Linked DNA regions of Mus musculus: all the other regions are linked to region 5. The links are chromatin contacts, called in public ChIA-PET and HiChIP or PLAC-seq maps. All regions are on one chromosome and are shown on one strand. The core of a region is the stretch at or near the end of the contact, and the rest is flanking DNA. Distances in the headings are between cores, read along the strand shown. Region 1 holds the start of Prss8 (protease, serine 8 (prostasin)). Region 2 overlaps Inpp5f (inositol polyphosphate-5-phosphatase F). Region 3 holds the start of Hsd3b7 (hydroxy-delta-5-steroid dehydrogenase, 3 beta- and steroid delta-isomerase 7). Region 4 has its middle 41 kb from the start of Inpp5f. Region 5 holds the start of Rusf1 (RUS family member 1). Region 6 overlaps Inpp5f (inositol polyphosphate-5-phosphatase F). Region 7 holds the start of Pycard (PYD and CARD domain containing).

Evidence for each region. ChIA-PET counts read pairs in DNA pulled down with a chosen protein or histone mark. HiChIP or PLAC-seq counts read pairs in DNA pulled down with a chosen protein or histone mark.
Region 1: a FOXA1 HiChIP or PLAC-seq map of pancreatic cancer cells shows a contact between it and region 5. The contact joins the promoter of Prss8 here to the promoter of Rusf1 in region 5. A contact is called at or near these places in 1 of 39 promoter capture datasets (liver), 4 of 115 datasets of contacts at active chromatin or transcription factors (bone marrow-derived macrophages, extraembryonic endoderm stem cells, pancreatic cancer cells and 1 more) and 2 of 9 other capture datasets (adipose tissue and pancreatic islet).
Region 2: an H3K4me3 HiChIP or PLAC-seq map of the SCID.adh cell line shows a contact between it and region 5, with 10 read pairs. The contact joins the enhancer-like site here to the promoter of Rusf1 in region 5. A contact is called at or near these places in 5 of 39 promoter capture datasets (the C10 cell line, the HPC-7 cell line, cranial neural crest and 2 more), 1 of 484 Hi-C or Micro-C datasets (bone marrow-derived macrophages), 9 of 115 datasets of contacts at active chromatin or transcription factors (the NIH/3T3 cell line, the SCID.adh cell line, bone marrow-derived macrophages and 5 more) and 2 of 9 other capture datasets (liver and macrophages).
Region 3: a contact with region 5 is called in a FOXA1 HiChIP or PLAC-seq map of pancreatic cancer cells. The contact joins the promoter of Hsd3b7 here to the promoter of Rusf1 in region 5. A contact is called at or near these places in 1 of 39 promoter capture datasets (pre-B cells) and 1 of 115 datasets of contacts at active chromatin or transcription factors (pancreatic cancer cells).
Region 4: an H3K4me3 HiChIP or PLAC-seq map of the SCID.adh cell line shows a contact between it and region 5, with 3 times the contacts expected there. The contact joins the enhancer-like site here to the promoter of Rusf1 in region 5. A contact is called at or near these places in 6 of 39 promoter capture datasets (the C10 cell line, cranial neural crest, hematopoietic stem and progenitor cells and 3 more), 2 of 484 Hi-C or Micro-C datasets (bone marrow-derived macrophages and cortical neurons), 5 of 115 datasets of contacts at active chromatin or transcription factors (the SCID.adh cell line, bone marrow-derived macrophages, large pre-B cells and 2 more) and 3 of 9 other capture datasets (liver, macrophages and pancreatic islet).
Region 6: a contact with region 5 is called in a FOXA1 HiChIP or PLAC-seq map of pancreatic cancer cells. The contact joins the enhancer-like site here to the promoter of Rusf1 in region 5. A contact is called at or near these places in 12 of 39 promoter capture datasets (the C10 cell line, the HPC-7 cell line, cranial neural crest and 7 more), 11 of 484 Hi-C or Micro-C datasets (B cells, the N1E-115 cell line, adipose-derived mesenchymal stem cells and 7 more), 22 of 115 datasets of contacts at active chromatin or transcription factors (the NIH/3T3 cell line, the SCID.adh cell line, T-cell acute lymphoblastic leukemia and 16 more) and 4 of 9 other capture datasets (adipose tissue, embryonic stem cells, liver and 1 more).
Region 7: an RNA polymerase II ChIA-PET map of effector CD8 T cells shows a contact between it and region 5, with 6 read pairs. The contact joins the promoter of Pycard here to the promoter of Rusf1 in region 5. A contact is called at or near these places in 6 of 39 promoter capture datasets (the C10 cell line, cranial neural crest, hematopoietic stem and progenitor cells and 2 more), 1 of 15 datasets of contacts at CTCF or cohesin (large pre-B cells), 1 of 484 Hi-C or Micro-C datasets (Sertoli cells), 4 of 115 datasets of contacts at active chromatin or transcription factors (the SCID.adh cell line, bone marrow-derived macrophages, effector CD8 T cells and 1 more) and 2 of 9 other capture datasets (adipose tissue and embryonic stem cells).

Annotation. Positions count from the first base shown.
Region 1 is chr7:127,928,787-127,931,486 of GRCm38.p6, forward strand. It overlaps Prss8 (protease, serine 8 (prostasin)), which reads right to left and starts at 1,327. Exons shown (of 6, transcript NM_133351.3): 1 at 1,012-1,327; 2 at 771-788. The coding sequence starts at 1,096.
Region 2 is chr7:128,632,036-128,634,735 of GRCm38.p6, forward strand. All of the region lies in intron 1 of Inpp5f (inositol polyphosphate-5-phosphatase F), which reads left to right. Among named protein-coding and RNA genes, the nearest start is that of Inpp5f, 22 kb to the left of the region's middle. Within about 2 kb of position 1,291, at least 53 of the 459 cell types and tissues checked have an H3K27ac peak or open chromatin away from gene starts, as enhancers often do. A contact at or near this core is called in the SCID.adh cell line, memory CD8 T cells and thymic regulatory T cells, where this site is marked.
Region 3 is chr7:127,799,166-127,801,865 of GRCm38.p6, forward strand. Hsd3b7 (hydroxy-delta-5-steroid dehydrogenase, 3 beta- and steroid delta-isomerase 7) reads left to right here and starts at 1,444. Exons shown (of 7, transcript NM_133943.2): 1 at 1,444-1,549; 2 at 1,910-2,081; 3 at 2,296-2,451; 4 at 2,669-2,700. The coding sequence starts at 1,916. It overlaps Setd1a (SET domain containing 1A), which reads left to right. Exons shown (of 19, transcript NM_178029.3): 18 at 1-63; 19 at 141-957. The coding sequence ends at 314.
Region 4 is chr7:128,568,806-128,571,574 of GRCm38.p6, forward strand. No RefSeq gene overlaps it. Among named protein-coding and RNA genes, the nearest start is that of Inpp5f, 41 kb to the right of the region's middle. Within about 2 kb of position 1,361, at least 57 of the 459 cell types and tissues checked have an H3K27ac peak or open chromatin away from gene starts, as enhancers often do. A contact at or near this core is called in the SCID.adh cell line, bone marrow-derived macrophages, hematopoietic stem and progenitor cells and 1 more, where this site is marked.
Region 5 is chr7:128,296,721-128,299,420 of GRCm38.p6, forward strand. Rusf1 (RUS family member 1) reads right to left here and starts at 1,411. Exons shown (of 13, transcript NM_145590.2): 1 at 1,070-1,411; 2 at 742-856. The coding sequence starts at 1,363.
Region 6 is chr7:128,671,200-128,673,968 of GRCm38.p6, forward strand. The region is part of intron 9 of Inpp5f (inositol polyphosphate-5-phosphatase F); the gene reads left to right. Among named protein-coding and RNA genes, the nearest start is that of Inpp5f, 61 kb to the left of the region's middle. Within about 2 kb of position 1,437, at least 186 of the 459 cell types and tissues checked have an H3K27ac peak or open chromatin away from gene starts, as enhancers often do. A contact at or near this core is called in the HPC-7 cell line, the N1E-115 cell line, the NIH/3T3 cell line and 16 more, where this site is marked.
Region 7 is chr7:127,992,473-127,995,172 of GRCm38.p6, forward strand. It overlaps Pycard (PYD and CARD domain containing), which reads right to left and starts at 1,395. Exons shown (of 3, transcript NM_023258.4): 1 at 911-1,395; 2 at 643-699; 3 at 1-493. The coding sequence starts at 1,181. The coding sequence ends at 240.

The DNA.
Region 1 (2,700 bases), core at 77-2,576, 370 kb before region 5:
ATGTTTGGATCAGCCGGCTAGGTCACAGGTGTCGCTCTCAGCTTCCAGGGCCCTCTCCACAGAGTCCAGGCTGGCTGACACCTGTTCTCATGCCTATGACTGTTCCAACTGCACCAACCTGAGCGTTACCTAGAGACACACCTGTTTCCACCCTCTCCCCATCTGCTGAGCACAGGAGAACTAGGGGTGTGATTGAACATTGCAAGGAAATTGGATTCCTCAGGTTGGGGACCTGAGCCGCTCCCCCCACCCCCCAAGCTAGCAGTAGGCAGAGAAAACACCTAGCTAGATTCTTCCTTCATTCCCTCACAATCCTGACAATGGCTACTACTCAGACTGCAGCTGAGGCGCATCTAGGCTCCAAGGGGCTTTCACTTCCCAATCTCCCGGTCTTCCTCACAGCCCTAGAAGAACAGAACTGAACAGCTTTTCAAGGCAAAGAAACTGGAGCTTTGAAAGATAAGGAGACAAGGCTACTAGATAGTTATGCTCAGACCGGAAACCAGTCTACACTGGAGCTGATCTTCTCAGAGCCACCTCCCCTACCCACACTGAGAGTCAGGCTTCGATTATGCCCGCGGACAGCTCACTGCATCTCTTTACCTCAGTTTCCTCATAAAACAAGAGCCAAGATTCCATACACTCAGAGCTGTTGGGACACTTAGTGTGGCTAAGTGCAAGCCCAGCTAGGCGACAAGTGTTCCTACAACCCGCCAGGGGACACCGAGCCGCTGTGCCCTCACTCCCCCAACTCCCGCAGAAAGCCTCACCTTCAGTCCCGTCAGCTCCTGGAGGGAAAGAAAGAGAGAGGAGTTGGCAGGGAGGCCTGAGTCCCCAGAGCCCTTCACGCCAACCGCTTCCCCATAGGGTGATTCCTTGTTTGGGGGACTAACAAGAGAAGAGGGGAAGACGGTAGGAACACGGAGATTCGCGAATTCAGTCTACACGGGGACCAGCCTGCTCTCACCGGGGCTCCTTCTCCAACCCTCCCTCCCGCGGATCCATACTTACGGATTCCCGACTGGAGCAATCCGAGAAGGAGCAGAATGGTCACAGCTTCCAGCTGCCCAAGTCCCAGGCCCACCCTTAGGGCCATGGCCTAGGACAAGGGCCCCCCGAAGGAGCCCCTAGGTAGAAAGGGAAGAACCAGAAGGCTGGTTTTGAAGGCAGGATCTAGGTGTGGGATCAGAGTGAGGAATCCCAGGATCTAGGCTGGGAAGGTGAAGCAGGCTTCTCGGCAGAAAATGGCCAGGGGGAAGACGGGACACACCTTTAGTCTCTCTGCAGTGACCAGCGTGGACCTGTTCTGCCTTACAATTTGGTCAACAGAGACCTCTCCAGGCACTTCAGGAGCCAACCACCTGTGGGCTCCTCCCTCAGCCACGCCCTCCTCCTCCTCCTCGGAAAGCAGGCTTTTTTTTTTCCTGCTTCTGGCCTCTGTGGTCCTTTCCTGGATCCTTTCGCAGTGGGTGCTTTTGATACAGGAAAACTGATCCTGGACAGTCAGAAAGCAGTCCCAGGCAGGACTGGGAACCCTAAGGGCCAGCCAAGTACCCCAGGTCTTATTGGTCACTCAGTTATCACCCCCCCTCCCCCCACTCCTAGTCCCCTCTTCCCCGACAACCTGGCCTGGTCTAGACCTTATTAAGGTAGGGCCACAGCCGCTGCTCAGCCCTTCCCATCCCTCCTCAGGCCAGGTATCTAAAACTAGCATGGGGGAATGCCCCAGGCCAAAGCCATTCGTGGCAGGCCCTCTGTAGAAACACCTTCCTGCAGGTGTTGAGCACGGCTGGCTATTGACAATCATCCGGTAAGTATTTGCTAAGTACCTATCTGTGCACCCGGCACAAGTGGCAGACTGTACCATCTATGACCTCCTTAAGATGATGATGAAGTGGGGATGTCAGACTCGAATCAAGTAACAAAAGGCAATTATTGATTAATCATTTCAAATTAGGAGCTGTGATATAGACCCAATTAGTGGGACTCTCAACTGCACAGTAGCTGCAGGGCTCGTGGAAGAACAACGCTGGGAACCAAATCCTCAGAGGGCATGGAAAGATGCCAACCAAACAACACTGGCAAAGTTAGGCCAGGTGTGGTGGCACGTGTCTTTAAAGCCAGTTGTGCTTTGTCCCACGGAGGCACAGGCAGGCAGATGTCTGTGAGTTTGAGGCTAGACTGGTCTACATAGCAAATTCTAGGATAGCCAAGGCTACATAGAGAAAAATCTCTAAAAAAAAAAAAAAAAAAAGCCGGATGTGGTGGCACACTCCTTTAATCCCAGCAGCACTCAGGAGGCAGAGGCAGGGGGATTTCTGAGTTCGAGGCCAGCCTGGTCTACAAAGTGAGTTCCAGGACAGCCAGGGCTATACCGAGAAACCCTGTCTTGGAAAAAAAAAAGAATAAATAAATAAATAAATAAAGACAAAGCCGGGGTGTTGTGAAGTAGGTAGGGTAGGAGTTCAGGGAAAGGCCTAGGGAAGGCTCGGTGGTAAAGCAATTCCCACGTGCAGGCCCATAAAAACCCAGGTTCCGATCCCTGGCTTTCTGTAAAGTGTGAGTGTGGCGGTTCACAGCTGCAACCCCAGGACAGTCCTGGGTGGGAGTCAGCAGACCCTGGGGCTTTGCTGCCCAGCCAGTCTAGGCGAACCAGCAAGGTCCAGGTTCATGAAACCCTGCCTCAAGACAGGCTGGAGA
Region 2 (2,700 bases), core at 41-2,540, 340 kb after region 5:
TATATAAGTAAACTTTAAAGTAAACTTTTAAATATGCTTTTGGCAGAAATCAATGTGACATAACATTTAATAGAAGTAATTTGGTAATGCTTGAGAGCCTTATTTTTTTTTAATGTTGTGACTACTACTTTCATTTCTAGGAATCTATCTTAATGCTATTAAGGATGGAGACAAATAAAATATTTGCATAAAATTCATCATTTATCACAGTATTTTTATAATAGAAAAAATCTTAATTAAAGATTTATGTGAAAAAGTACTTCCTTAAATGGAAAATTATGCCAGGATGTTCTATTTCTTTAAAAAAGATTTTTTATAAGATCTATTTATATTTTATGTGTTAAGTCTTTTGCTTGCATGTATGTTAGTAAGTGTACTCCATGTGCAGTGCCGTGGAGGTCAGAAGAGGGTGTCAGATGCCCTGGAACTGGAGTTCCAGTCATCTTGAGGGTTCTGGGAACTGATCATCCTTTGTAAGAGTCACAAGTGCTCCTAACCGTCGCACCATCGACCTGCACTCAGGTCCTGGCTGTTCTTCACTGGTAGGTTCTGAACAGACCAGGAGATCAGAAAACAGAGAAGATGGGAAAGTTGAGGCCCAGGAGGTCTCATATAAACTTTGTCTTATCTCAGCAAGTTTATTTTATCATACATACATCATATATACGGTTTGCAGGGAAAGGAGACAGAAGAAACTTTCATATGATGGTTGAAGTCAGCTGGATGCTAACCAAGCAATGCTTCACAAAGGGAACACAGGACACTTCATGTGTGTCACAGAACAAGTACGCATGCAGCATCCTTGGCTCTGATAACCATAACGCTTTAGGTCAGTGGTTCTCAACCTGGGGGTCACCACCACTTTGGGATTGACTAATGACCCTTTCATAAGGGTCCCCTTAGAACATCAGAAAACAAATATTTACATTACAGTTCATAATAGTAGCAAGATTACAGTGATGAAGTAGCAATAAAAATAATTTTATGGTTGAGGTCACTACAACATGAACTGTATGAAAGGGTCCCAGTGTTAAGAGGGTTAAGAACCACTTTAGGGGGAAGAGTTGGGTTCTCAGGATCCAAAACTGAAGTTTCCCCAAGACCCAGTCCCCAGGCCTTTTCTATATATCAGGGCTTGAAGAGAGTATAGCAGATCAGCCTGGTTCTCACCACAGCATCTCTCTAGCCCTTGAAAAAGACTTTTAAGAGGAGGTAGTTCTGTGTGGCACTGCAGTTACTATGCAGGCAGAGACCTGAAACGAGACAGACTAGTCTTACCTCAGTGGCCAGTTTCCCCCTCCGTCTCATACTGATACTTTGTAATCACATGCGGCATTTAAAACTTCCTGTTTCAGTGGCTCACTGCGCTGTTTGGGGGGGGGGGGGGAAGGTGAGGTGTTGCAGCAGGTTGCTGGGGTGTACAACCCCAGTCAGATAGGCAGGCCTCTTTGGTTTTGTTTATTTTGAGAAACAGTCTTGCCATTAGAGTAGGGTGGCCTGAAACTCAAGATCCTCTTGCCTTAGCCTGGACAACATCAGAGATTATAGCATGCACTGCTATTCCTAACTCTATTTATTTGTTTTTTAAATTTTTGAGACAGGATCTCAAAATTGTGTAGGCCTGGCTGGCTTGGAATTCACTATGTAGGTCAGGCTGGCCTTGAACTCACAGAGATCTGCCTGCCTCTATGCCCCAAGTGTTGAGATTAAAGATTTGTGCCACTATACCTGTTTTTAATTTAAGTTTTTTGACATTTTCAACTTACGCTTTTGAGGCAGAGTCTTATTATATTTCTTTTGATTGAGGCTCTGACTCCTGTCTTGTGGGCAGTTTGACTGTTATTTTCCTTTTTTTTCCCTCTTATTTTCTTTTTTGGTTTTTCGAGACAGGGTTTCTCTGTATAGCCCTGGCCGTCCTGGAACTTTTTAGTTTTTAAGTAAATTTATTTATTCATTCAACTTTACCTACCAATATTAGCCTCCCTTTCCTCCCAGGACCACCTTCCCGCAGCTCCTCCCCCATTCCTCCCTCCCCTTCATCTTTGCAAAGGGGGAGCCCCCCTCTAGTATCTCACCCCCCCCCCCCCCACACACACACAGCAGATCAAGGAGAATGGGATCCACAGGCAGGCAGGCAGGCAGGCAGGCAGGCAACAGATTCAGGGAGAGATTCCTGTTGTTGGAGAGCCCACATGAAGACCAAGCTGCTCATTGACTACACATATACAGGGGGCCGAGGTCCAACCCATGCTTGCTCTTTGGTTGGTGGTTTGGTCTCTGGGAGCCTCCAAGGGTCCATGTTAGTTGACTCTGTTGGCCCTCCTGTGGAGTCCCTGGCTTCTTTGGGTCCCTCAAGCAACTCTGTTATTTTTCTAAGCATTATTTCTTCACTTGTAAACTGGGTCACCTAATGCCAACCTCATAATGTTGTCAAGATTGGAAATGAGGGTTGGCAAGATGGCTCACTAGGTAAGGGCACTTGCCTCAAAAGCCTGGCAACCTGGGTTTGATCCCCGGAACCCACCTGGAGGAAGGAGAGAACTGACTCCACGAGTTATCCTCTGACCTCCACATGTGCACCTTGGCACATTTGTGTCCCTACTTTGACACATACAAAGCAAGAAATATTAGAAATGATGATATGTATAGGAGGAGCCTTTAAAATGTTTTTAATTCTTGCAATAAAACAATGAAGTTGAG
Region 3 (2,700 bases), core at 194-2,693, 500 kb before region 5:
GACACCATCATTGATGCCACCAAGTGTGGCAACCTCGCCAGGTTCATCAACCACTGCTGCACGGTGCGCTCAGGGCTGGGCCGGGGCTGGGCTGGGCAGGGGTGAGGTGGGGCTGTGGCTTACACTCCCACCTCCTGCAGCCCAACTGCTATGCGAAGGTGATCACCATTGAGTCTCAGAAAAAGATTGTCATCTACTCGAAGCAGCCCATCGGCGTGGATGAGGAGATCACCTACGACTACAAGTTCCCACTAGAAGACAACAAGATTCCGTGTCTGTGCGGCACTGAAAGTTGCCGTGGCTCCCTCAACTGAGGTGGGGCAGGACCGGTGCCCTCACCCCTATTTATTCCCCCTTGGTGCCCTAAGCTCCCAGCACCCCAGCCTTATTGGGCTCAGCAGGGCCCACTGCCCCCACCTTCACGTGGGATAGGGAGCACTGAGGCCAACAAGGGAGCCTCAGTCCTTTGAGGCATCTGCTGCCTCCCCTATGCCCCATGCCCAAACACCCTCTTAATTTTTTTTTCTTTGCGAAGAAGAAGCTGTAAATGTTTTGTAGCTGCCAGCAGCTGTTTCCTGTGGAAACCTGGGGTACCAGCCTGTATAGATGCTATTCTTGGGGGCTGCATAGCCCTTTGCTTCATGTTAATGGGGACTTCCCCTTCTGCCCTATGTGCACCCCGCCCCAGTTTAGGGGTCTCTGGGGCAGTGGCCATGTTCTCCCCCTGGGGGGGCCTTTGGCCCCTAGTCCTGGGAACTCTGTGCCTGGAACCCTGCCTCATCTGTTCCTGCCAGACCCTGTGGGTCACCCTCCCACCCTGGTGTCTCAGGGCTCTGGCTCAGTGGGCCAGGATGGTGGGGGGCAGGCCCTTCTTGTTGGGCTGGATTGTACATAATGTTAATAGTGAAACCCAACACCACATTTTTATAATTGTGATTAAACTTTATTGTACAAAAATGCTTGGTCAGTATCTTTGGGAAGAGCAGACTGGGATGCAAGTTGCCACAGTGGGTGAAGCAGGAGAGAGGGGGAATGGGTGGCTTTGAGTTTGGGGTGAATCAACCTGCAGACCGCAGTGCTGCTTTGGACCAACCACCTAGATACAACAAACATGCCAGATCTGTCTCACTATGGATGCTAGCCAGAATTATGTCAAGATCAGGTTTACCCTGCTCTCCCTCCCAGAACCATAGCTGGTGCTGGGCCTTCAGCCTACTGGGAGACCCAGCAGGAGGGACAAACATATCAGTGATGGGGGCATCCCTTCCCTACCCTATTATCCTGAAATACACTACCAAATGGGCAGGTTCTGTCCTTTGCCTGCCACTGAAGAGTGGACTGGCCACCAGGGGGCACTCTGGCAAGAAAATTCCCTCCAAACCCCCTTGCCCGCCCCTAGGGGTGGAGGCTAGGCTGGTCTCCTTCCTGGAATGGGTCAGGAGGGAGGAGCGAGCGGAAGGAAGGAAGCCTATGTACATCTAGCTGGTCCACCAGTCCAGGACACAACCTCCTCCAGTGGCCAGTTTGTGCGCCCTGGGACTTACTACAGGTAGGCAGAGCTGATACTGAGGCCCAGCTGGCCTGCCTTTTAGCCTGCGCCCTTCCAACCTCCCTATTCAACTCCTTGCTTTCTCTGCCTGTCCTTTAGTAATCTAGTCTTTTTTTTTTTTTTTTTTTTTCCCCCCACCCGCCTCAATCCCTCCCATTCTGCATCCAATTCTAGTGACTCAGCAGTTAGGGTCAGAGGGCAGGGAGCCTTAGTGCTACAGGCACAGAAAACTGCAACCCACCCCTGCTACTCAGCCTCTCCACCCACACTGCTCCCACCTAATGATCCCTTCTATGAAGAACACATGGTTGGAGCAGGTGCTACCAGGCAATTCTAGTGAGCTAAATTCTCTTCCCACAGCTGGGCATGGCAGACTCTGCACAGGTGCCAACACTGGTATACCTGGTCACAGGTGGCTGCGGCTTCCTGGGGGAACATATTGTTCGGATGCTGCTGGAACGGGAGCCCAGGCTCCGGGAGCTGCGTGTCTTTGACCTGCACCTGAGTTCTTGGCTGGAGGAGCTGAAAGCAGGTGACTGGAGTGGGGCAGTAGCAGGAGGTAGGGAGGCCCCATCCCTTCCCAGACTGGGATACCTCAGCTTATGGAAAAGATGATTCCTGTTTGTTCTCCACCAGACAGAGGGGCCGGGTGAGTCATTGGTTCATGTGGCTTCCAGGGTGTGGACAGGCCAAACTCAGCAGCTGGCTAAGGCCCCAGCTCTGACACTGCCTCGGGTCTCCACCAGGGCCTGTGCAGGTGACTGCCATCCAGGGGGATGTGACTCAGGCCCATGAGGTGGCAGCAGCCATGTCTGGATCACATGTGGTCATCCATACAGCTGGGTTGGTGGATGTGTTTGGGAAGGCCAGTCCAAAGACCATCCACAAAGTCAACGTGCAGGGTGAGCTGCTACCTACCTGTTGGCCCCTAGTGTGTGGCCTGCCTCTGACCAGTGATTTTTATGGGAGGGCCTGTCCTTTTTGATAACCTTGTCCATTTACTGCTGTCGAACCCTGTCCTGACCTGATGCGGTTCTCCTTGGACACTGGGGGGGGGGGGGGGGCAGAAGGAGTGAGAGGCGGGAAGACACAGCTTGCGTCTGTCCCTTTCCTCCATAGGCACACAGAATGTGATTGATGCTTGTGTGCAG
Region 4 (2,769 bases), core at 111-2,610, 270 kb after region 5:
TTACCCACCAAGTGCTGGGATTAAAGGCGTGCGCCACCACTGCCTGGCAGTGGCAATTTATTTAAAAAAAAAAAAAAAAGCCTAAAATTAGGGGCTTGAGTGCAGTTTCAAGACTGAGTCCGGGCTGGTGAGATGGCTCAGTGGGTAAGAGCACCCAACTGCTCTTCCGAAGGTCTGGAGTTCAAATCCCAGCAACCATATGGTGGCTCACAACCATCTGTAACAAGATCTGACTCCCTCTTCTGGAGTGTCTGAAGACAGCTACAGTGTATTTACATATAATAAATAAATAAATCTTTAAAAAAAAAAAAAAGACTGAGTCCATGACCATCATGGCGGAAGTAAGGCAGCAAGCAAGCAGGCATGGTGTTGGAGCAGTAGCTGGACGCTTATGTCTTATCCAAAAGTTGGAGGCAGAGAGAGAGAGAGAGGGGGGGGGAGAGAGAGAGAGGGAGAGAGAGAGAGACTGGACCTGGTGATGGCTTTTGAAACCTCAAAGCTCACCCCCAATGACACACCTCCTCCTACAAGGACAGACCTCCTAATCCTTCCCCAACAGTTCCACCAACTAGGGACCAAACATTCAAATATATAAGCCTACGGAGGCCACTCTTATTCAAATCCCCATGCACTTCTCACATGTGGCTAATCAGAGCCTGTAGTGGTTTGAATATGCTTGGCCCAGAGAGTAGCACTATTAGGAGGTGTGGCCTTGTTGGAGTAGGTGTGGCCTTGTTGGAGTAGGTGTGGCCTTGTTGGAGGAAGTATGTCACTGTGGGCGTGGACTTTAAGACCTTTGTCCTAGCTTTCTGGGAGCTAGTCTTCTAGCAGCCTTCAGAACACGATGTAGAACTTTCAGCTCCTCCTGCACCATGCCTGCCTGGATGCTGACAAGCTTTCTGCCTTGATGATAATGAACTGAACCTCAGAACCAATAAGTCAGCCCCCACTTAAATGTTGTCCTTTTTAAGAGTTACCTTGGTCATGGTGTCTGCTCACAGGAGTAAAACCCTAAGACAGTTGCGTGGCTTTTGTCGCATCTAGAAAACACCATCTTCTTCTGGAGATGCTCAGCTGGTAAAGTAAATAACCCAGAACACCTGATGATCATTACATAGAGAAAGTCTGTCACAAAAAGAAAAGGCAACCATAAGGAAACAGACACAAGAGGTGGGTAGAGTGAGCCTGAAACCAACCTAACCATAAGACTTGAGCTCCTCCATCTAACCAGGGATCCGGAAAGGTAGCATACTGGTCTGTTTTCTGTTGCTATAACAAAAATTAGGAGGCCAGGCACTTAAAGGTTTTGGAAGTTGAAACTCTGTGATCAGGCTGTACTACCCCCAACCTCTCACCCCAACCCCCTATTCTCACCGCCCAGCTATGTCACAATGTGGTTAAGAAGCAAAAAGGGAAGCAGTCACACACAAAAATGGTGGCTTCATTTTATAATTTTAGGCTCTCACAATCGCTAACTTATTCTATAAGACAACATTAATCTCTTCAGATGACAAGAGCAATGACCCCGTGGCCTAAATTCCCTTGAACTAGGCTCCCCTCCTAAGGTTCTGTTCCCTTTCAACATGAACACGCTGAATCACGCTTCCAGCACCCAGATCTCCGGAGGACAAACCACACCCTAAAACCATAACAGATGCTACTCCTCTGCAGAGAGCTTCTTGTGGGGATGCACGCATACACTCTTTGCTTGGATTTCTGCTGTGTTTCAGTTGAGATGTAAGGCCCAGCAGGAAAGCACTTCTTTTTTTTTTTTTTTTTTTTTTTTTTTTTTTTTTTTTTTATAATATCAATTTTTTAATAGGTTTTGTTTTTTGTTTTTTATTAATTATATGTAAGTACACTGTAGCTGTCTTCAGACGCACCTGAAGAGGGCATCAGATCTTATTACGGGTGGTTGTGAGCCACCATGTGGTTGCTGGGATTTGAACTTCAGACCTTCGGAAGAGCAGTCGGGTGCTCTTACCCACTGAGCCATCTCACCAGTCCCCAGGAATGCACTTCTAATCTCTGTTCCTTTGCTGTCTGACTCATAAGTGTTAATCCTTGTTGAGCCTGTGACATAGTCAGTCCTCCCTGCTCCTCAGTCAATGCCATTTGGCTGTAGGTCCTCTTGTTTCAGGGTGGTTATGGCAATGTGTAGGAGAGGCCACGGAGGTTCTACAACACAGAGAGAACACTTCTGAGACTGGATCGCCAGGGCAAAGCGAGTCCTCCCTTCTCTACCTCCCTAGTGTCCAGCTACCTGGAAGGACAGGAGACACACTAACCCCTGCTCTGGGATTTATTAGCTGCCCAAGCCTCCAACGTGCCCAATTCCTCCTTTAGTACTGGGCCAGCAGCATTAAGATGTGTTTAAGTGCAGGCTAGAGAGATGGCTCAGTGGTTAAAAGCATGCACAGCTTTTGCACAGGACCCGAGTTTGGTTCCCAGGGTCTATACTGGGTAGTATCCAATCACCTGCAGCTCCATGTCTAGAGGACCCAAGGCCCTTTTTTGTTTCTGTTTTCTATAAGCACACCTAACGTACACACAGACACACACAGAAACACAGACATACACTCACACAAATAAAAAATAAATCTTTCTTTGTTTTTTTGTTTTGTTTTATTTTGTTTTTCGAGACAGGGTTTCTCTGTGAAGCCTTGGCTGTCCTGAAACTCACTTTGTAGACCAGGCTGGCCTTGAACTCAGAAATCCACCTGCCTCTGCCTCCCAAGTGCTGGGATTAAAGGTGTGCACCACCATGCC
Region 5 (2,700 bases), core at 161-2,660:
AGGATGTCCTTGCCCCGCCCCTAAGGTTCATTTAAATACCACTGGGGATAACAGGGAAAGACAGAGGCCAGAAGACTGAGCCAAGGACCCTCCTAAACGTGAAACAAGTGTTGAGTTCCCTTTGGTCTGCTTCCCTCACCAGGTGGCAGGCATAATACTAGATTATCTTTGATTTTCTTAGTGACTTTTTTCAGAAGGCTGTATACTCTCAGCACACGGTTACTATAATCTTACTGCAGCACAGTCAGGTACCCCAGAGGGGTCAGAGTGCATTTTAGCATTTCCTTAACTACCAATTTAGGACCAGCCACATGCCCCTTTGCCCACTGGAAGTACCCAACTTTCACCATCCCGGGAAGCTGGCGGGTTTTTTTTACGTAATAAACTGCATGTCTATGCAATCCTGCATAAAGTAAGATTAAAGGTAATTTAAGGAGGATCCCGGATGATTTCGGGATTCTGAAGTTTGCATGGGTAACAAGGTGAGCCACTTAGGCTGATTCACTGATGAGGGCATTCCAGCTGTGGGCAAAGATTCACAGCTTCTGTGTACTAATCAGGCTGCAGACCATAAATGTGTATATGCGCACGCGCACAAACACACACACGCACACGAGAACCACTGTTAGAGGTCAGAACAGTTCAAAACAGCAAGGCTAGGGTTTGCAGTAAAGGAAAAAGAGGCCAGAGACAGGAAGCAGGGATGAGATCAACAGGTAAGGCTCCCAGGTTCCAGCTCACCTTTCACGAGCCAGGTGGACGTGGCAGCTGAAACGGAGGCTTTTGCGTTGCCTACCCCTAAGCCCTGCAATACTGCTTGGGTGGCTAGAGAGCCGGAGAGGCTGGAAGCAAAGGCCTGGAGAGAAAAGAAGTGGAATGAGGAGAGGTGGCAGGAGCACGGAGCCTACTGTGCTATACCAGCTCTCACTGGTTCTGTGGGACCTGGAAAACTGTCAGGACTATGCAATGCACCCTAGCCTTCCAATGTGCACATGCAGATTGCAGGGGCCTATTCCCCGGGTCCCCAGCTATAAACCGCCCCCCCCCCACGGCAATCGGCCAGCCGGACCTGCACGGAATCCCACAGCTGGTATGGCAGGTAATCCGGGCTGACGCTATCTGGGAAGCCCTGAGGCAGCAGCACGGATCTGAGGCCCGAAAGAGCGGTCAGTGCTGCCCAGGGTCCCCCGCCTCCACCCGCGTGCTGCCCAGGTTTCGCTATCGGGGCCCGGGAGAGCCAGCCCCAGCGCCGAGCCCCGTCCCACTGCAGGCTCCCATCGGCGGCAGCGCTGCAGCCGCGCGGGGCTCCGGAGCCGAACTGCTCCGTGCACAGCGGCGCCCGTAGGCTCGCAGCGTCAGCCATCCTCAAGTTCAGCGAGTCGGTCCAACGCGGCAAAAAGCTAGGCGAACTACATTTCCTGTTTGGCTACGGTGGCCACAGAAGGACACTAATCTTTTATTCTCTTGGAACTCCGATTATTGTGTGTCCTGCCTTCCTGGGGCACACCCCAGGACTGCACCTGACCTACCTATCGTTCTTTGGACCCTAGGAGCAATATAGGGGCCGTTGACTCTGAACTCCAATCGGAAGAGGGAGAGATGGCTTCCTGGGGAAATAGTTGTGGTGGAGACTCCACTCAGATCTCAAACTTTTAGCTGTGTAACTGGAGTATCCCTCTCCGTCGCAGTGCTTTTTTTTGTTTGTGAGGCCAAGGACAATAGAGTTTTTGAAATTTTTTAAGTTAGCTTGTGACTTAATGAGCTTCATTATGGCATTTTGATTCATATTTTGCTCCCTTTGTTCCTATTTACCACCCGCCTCCCCCTGTTCTCTTGCCTGACTCCTACTATGTAGACATCCACTTACCCACTCCACCCAGCCCTCCTCACCCCAATGCTGCTTTTATGTCACATGATCTCTATCTTCCTATTTCTTTAAGATCCCTTCTTCCCTCCTCAGGGTCCCATTTCTAATTTCATGACTTATACCCCAGCCCCTCCTCCCACACACACACATACACACATAAAATTCCAAATCTAGGACTTGCATATGAGAGAAAACACGGGGCATCTGTGTTTCTGCAACAGTCTTTAAACTCATTTTCCTGCAAATGTTATTATTTCACTTTTCTTTATGGTTGAATAAAATCTCACTGTAACTCCACATTTTGTGACTCATGTGTCTCCTGAGAGATCCGGACTGACTCCATTTCTTAGCTGTTCCGAATTCTGCAGCAGTAAACACACATGTACAGGTATTTCCGTGGTAGGACATGGCGTCCTTTGGTGTATAGCTATAGGTAGTAGAGCTGTAAGCCTAAGGCAGGTCTGTTCTTTTTTCCTTTTGATTTTCAGAGCAGCTGGAGCAGTTTACATTCTGTAAGGGGCTCTTTGCCAACATTTGTTGTTACTTTGTTACTGGGGAAACCGAGGTTCCCATGGGAACTTAGGCTCCTTAATAAGGGGATTTGGAGGCTTACTAGCTAAATGCTCCCAGTTCTTCCAAGACATCAGCAGTGGGTTCCCAGCATTCATGTTAGGTAGTTCAAACCACACGTAACTCCAACTTGAAGAGGGAGCAGACACCATCATGGATGTGCACCTACACACACACACACACACACACACACACACACAAAGAGAGAGAGTTTGGTTTTTTTTTTAATAAAATAGTTTAGAAAAGGAGTACACAGGAATCTT
Region 6 (2,769 bases), core at 187-2,686, 370 kb after region 5:
AAGAGAAGAGAAGAGAAGAGGTGACATGACATGTGTCTTCAGTCCCAGCACTCTGAGCCAGGGGCAGGAGGATCTCTGTGAGTTCGAGGCCCTGAATGTGTAATCTCAGGGCTCTTAAGGAGAGCTTGGACGTGGAGAAAGGAGAATCCTAGAGCTCTGTAGGCCAGCTTGCTGTAACCAATACAGACACTGCCCCAAACAGGATGGAAGACAAAGGCCTACATCTAAGGTTGACCTCTGACCTCTGCACATGTGCTATGCTGTGTATTCACCACACAAAGATACATACATGTACAAAACAACAACGCTAACCATAATGGAAAGGGACTAACTTGATTTTTACTTTACGATTTTTTACTATTTGTTATTTCTGGTTATGCACAATTGAAACGCATGCATAAAATAAATACTTTTTAAAAAGGCATTATGAAGAGAATGAAAGGTAATTCAGAGATTAGGGGAGGCTGGAGAGTTAAGAGCTCTTGTAGAGGACCCAGGTTCCAACCCTAGAATACATATGGTGGCTCACAACCATGAGTAAGTCCACTTCCGGGGAATCTGACACCTCCTTTTGAGCTCTGAGGGCAGCAGGCACACACATGGTACACACAGGTACATGTAGGCAAAACACACATAAAATAAATCTTTAATAGTTAAGATTTGGTCTGTTATCTCGCAGCACATTTAAATGTCTTCTAAACCCATTAAAAAGGATGTACAATACAAAAAAAACTGGACAGAATAATGTAACAGGATTTTATGTACAAGGATATTTTATAAAGTCAAATCCATCAGAGAAGGTGCGTCATCTCATTAATCATCAGGGAAATGCAAATTAAAGCCATGACTCACACACTGGGGAGCTGAGGGGAACCGCTGAGAAGCGTCAAGTCTGGGAAAGGATGCAGAGCAATTAGCACTTAAATCGGCAAACAGGACTCCAAGTGTGCTCAGTCACGGGTGCTTATGCAAGAGCCTCACTGCAGCATCAGAGCCAGCGGCTGCTGAGGGCGGCATGAAGGACTGGATGTGGTCAGGAATGATTTGGTCTTATTCTGCATTGAGTTCCTTAATAATGTGTTGATTCGTGTTGATTCATGCATTATTGATATTCCTAATTGTAAGTAGCATTAGAAAGAATAAGCCATATTTAAATGCAACACAAATTGTTAAAAGGAGCAATACTGAGGTGTGCACGCCAGGAAATAACCTCTTCCCACACTTGTCCCTGCTCCCCGTTGACGCACGTCAATATCTAGAGGCGGGCGCTGAGCAGACACCTCCTGGCCTCCAGCAGGAGCCTGGCAGTGTTCATTTATCTGTGTTATCTGTGTCCTTCTCCTGGGTAATTGCTTTCTGCGATGAGGGGCCCACGGTCAGGGTGACTCATCCGTGTGGCTGCATTGCGCTAGCTCATAATTGGTTTAGGCTGGAGCTGTTTGACAGAAGGTCTGATGTGGGAAAAGCTTCCTGCTCTAATAAAAGATATACCGGAACCCACAGTGCCCCTGAGGCTGCTTTGTCAGGATTTGATGTTAGGGACTTTTGCATCTGTCTCAAGATGGTGAATGAAGCAGTCGGGCGTTTATCCAGTGTGCTGCTGGGGAAGCAATGAGGGAATGGCAGAGGGAAAGGCAGAAAGAACCCGAGTCCTCAGTGGTTTACTGAAGTCACTGCACTCAGCCTTGCGGCTTCCAGGCTTGCCTTGAGATTTGAGTTAGCAATCTATTGTTTGTAGCAAGGTCACCTGACACCCGCACATTCACCATGGGCTGAAGTCACAAAGAGCTGGCAGTGCACATACTGTTCTGCAGTGAAGTCTCTGGCTGTTAGTCTTTTCCCCAGAATTCTTAGGTTAGGCAGTGGTGGCACATGCCTTTAATCCCAACACCTCCGGAGGCAAAGGCTGGCAGAAAAAAGGAAAAGTTCTAAATTGGGAATGATGGTGTGTATCTATAATCCCAGCACTCAGGAGGAGACTATAGAGGTTGTAAAGGGGATTAGTCCAGCCTAGGCTATCCAGTAAATTCAAGGCCTGGGCTATATAAGAACTCAGTTTGAAAAAACAAATTGGTTATAATGGTGCACACCTTTAGTCCAGCACAAAGTGAGTTTGAGGCTGACCTGGCTTACATACCAAGTTCCAGGACAGCCAGGGCTACATAGTGTGACCCTGCCTCAAAAACAAAATAATCCAAAGTGAAGAGCTGGCAAGATGGCCCATCAGGTCAAGCACTTGATGGGCAAGCCTTATCACCCATGTGTACATTTTCATCCCTGGCACCCACGTAAGGGGGCGGGGCGTGAGAGCAGACGCCATAAAGTTCTCTAACTCTGCCCCCTGCACATGCTTATACATGTGCCCCCCACCGAGAGTAAAGACAATTTTAAAAGTCTAAGAATTAGGGAACTTGTTTTTGCAGAATGAATTTGTGAAGGCAAACTTGTTGAATTAAACAGCATATACACTTAAAGTTGATATTTAGCATTCAGAGATACTGCACCAGAAGCACTGAAAATCCTCAGACTTGCCCTGCCCACCCAACACAAGCAGCAGGAAATTAGAAACCGTTTTTAAGGGATCACACAGCTTCTATTCTCAGTAGCAATGGGACCCCGCTGTTGTTTTTCATGTTCACCAATGCTGACTCTGTTCAGTTATTTAAATTTACCCGTCAGTAGGTTAAAACCTCTTTTATATCCTGACATTTGCAATTTACTGTTAGTAGGGACTGTAGCATCTTGCTCACTGGGGTCTTTTGTACCCAG
Region 7 (2,700 bases), core at 145-2,644, 300 kb before region 5:
CATTTGAGAAGCCTTTGCACTAGAATGGAGAAGCCATAACTTGGGTCTGTGGAATTTAGGTGTTGGAGACTGATTTGTGCATGTTTGGTATATGTTCTACCACTGGGCCACATATGGCCTTTGGAAATGTAGCTTAGCTCAGCAAAAACATCCCAGAGAGTAAACACAAATACAAATTGTTTTTTCAAAAATTGTGTATACAAAGTCAGGAGCTAGATAATGTAGCTGGAAAAGATACCTCAGCTCTGCTCCAGGTCCATCACCAAGTAGGGATGTATTTCCTTCAAGGCCTGGAGGAGGGAGTCCTTGCAGGTCAGGTTCCAGGATGGAACAAAGCTGAAGAGCTTCCTCATCTTGTCTTGGCTGGTGGTCTCTGCACGAACTGCCTGGTACTGTCCTTCAGTCAGCACACTGCCATGCAAAGCATCCAGCACTCCGTCCACTTCTGTGACCCTGGCAATGAGTGCTTGCCTGTGCTGGTCCACAAAGTGTCCTGAGGGTGGAAGTGAAAGCAGTGTTTAAAACTGCTTCAAAATTTACTAACGCAGTTTTAGGGGTTGGAGAATCAAGGAAAGCCACCCACCATGACTACATAGGCAAAGATAGGCTGTGCAAGGGTGTGGTAGGGTGGGGAGGCCTCACCTGTTCTGGCTGTACTCTGAGCAGGGACACTGGCTGCAGCTGCCACAGCTCCAGACTCTGCAAAGAAATGCCAGGTGGATCTTTATCAACAGACTTTCAGGGGTTCACTCCCACTCCACCCACGGTGCTAAGTTCAAGGCTACAAAGGGAAGATTTTTTTTTTTTTTTTTTTTTTGGCTATGGCAGGAGGAACAGTTAAGCGCCAAAGAGGCAAGCCTCTGCTGGTGTGCAGGAAGTTGAGGGTAGACGAACAAGGGGACACACTCACCTTCTTTAGTCGTTTGCAGCTGCTCAGCCAGCTCCTGTAAGCCCATGTCTCTAAGCACAGTCATTGTGAGCTCCAAGCCATACGACTCCAGATAGTAGCTGACAAGTTTGTCAGTGAGATCTATGGCGTCCATCTGCAGCAGGGCCCCGCGTGGGATGCGCCCATAGCCTTCTCGCAGTTGCACTGTCAGCAGCTTCATCTTGAACTTTTTGAGTTCATCCCCTGACAAGTTTTCAAGAGCGTCCAGGATGGCATCTCGTGCCCGCCCCATGGCTCTGGGGTGGGCAGCCGCGGTCACCTTTTACTCTTGCTGCTGCTCGCCTGCTGCAGCCTGCCTGCTGCCAGCCCGCCAAGACCAGGAAGTCAGCTGCTTAGGCCGATGGGCATGCTGGGACTCCCCCACCCTCTTTTCTTACAGCTCCTGTTCTTTCCCCAGCAAACTAGTTTTGGTTTCCGCCCCTAAGACTTTCAGACTTGGCTTTTTGGCTAGGCTGAAGAAACTAGGTGGAGGTGGGTTGGTGGAGGAAGTGGGGTGGGGACAGAGGGTGGAGCTAAGTTGTTACTCTGGCAGGTCCGGAGATGCTGAGAGACTCAATAGAGCTTACTTGCAAACCAGCTGTTGCTGAAAAGCAACCTGTTTCTGTTGAGTTTCTTGGAGCATAGAGGTTTAGAATCTTGGAAATCTAGACGCCCCAAATTTTGTTTCCCCAGATCTTAGGATCCACTCACATGCCATTGAATATTAGAATTTTAACAGCTAGAACACTAAGCCCCTTGAATTCCACAGATTTGGACAAAATGAAGTGCGAAAGAGAGTGACTATGTCTTCACCTTAGTTTCTTTCAGCTAAAAGTTTTTGTCACTCCCATCTCTCAGCCTCACATCTGCTAGAAGGTGGGGGACCTGGGCTCATGATGGGTTGGGTTGGAAGGGCTAAGGCTTCTTGAAACCTTACCAAATGCCCCAGCTATTAAATATTTTGTAGTGTGATGACAACTGGAGTGTAGAGACCTGAGTAGACAGCTAGCTACCCCCTTACTCCTGGGCTGGTTAGGATGACCTTGGAGCCTGCTCTGTACCCAGAATTCCTAACTGGCTTTAAACATGGCTGGGGGTCTACTGGTCCATCCCAGTTTTGATCTAGTCAGTCTTGTTTTATACCACACTGCCAGTTTACCCTTATCTTCAAGCTCAGTTCCTCTGGAGTTGCTTTTTCAATTCTTTGCACATGCTGTTCCCTAAACCTTGAAATTGCTTCTCTCTCAGACAAATGCTTGGCTCCTCAACCCTCAGGTTAAATGTTACTTCCTCCGAGAGTCCAGTCTTAAGAGTCCTCCATCTACCCATCTAGATCATATTGCTGCTAGTGAACAAAGCTACTTTTTTGTAGCTCTTGTGCTTTTGTGGGGGAGGGGAGGCTAGGGAGGTTGTTATAATGCCCAGCATGTGCCAAGGGCCCGCTACCTAGTCACCACTTAATGCTTTGCCTATTTATTTACTTTAGATAACCTTGTTGTGTAAGCTAGGCTAGTCTTGAACTCCTGATCCTTTTTGCTCAGCCCCCTGACTGGTTGGAATTGGAATAGCAGGTGTATTCTACCACATCTGGCTTAAGGAGCCTCCCTCCTCTATACAGGATGCCATTCTGTAGCCCTGGCTGTCCTGGAACTCGAGATCCACGTGTCTGCATCGCAAGTGCTTGGATCAAGGTGTGTGCCACTAGGACCAGCAGAGTTTTAACTCTTGACACTTTACAACTATGGATTAAGTTTGCAGGGTGACAGAGTGTC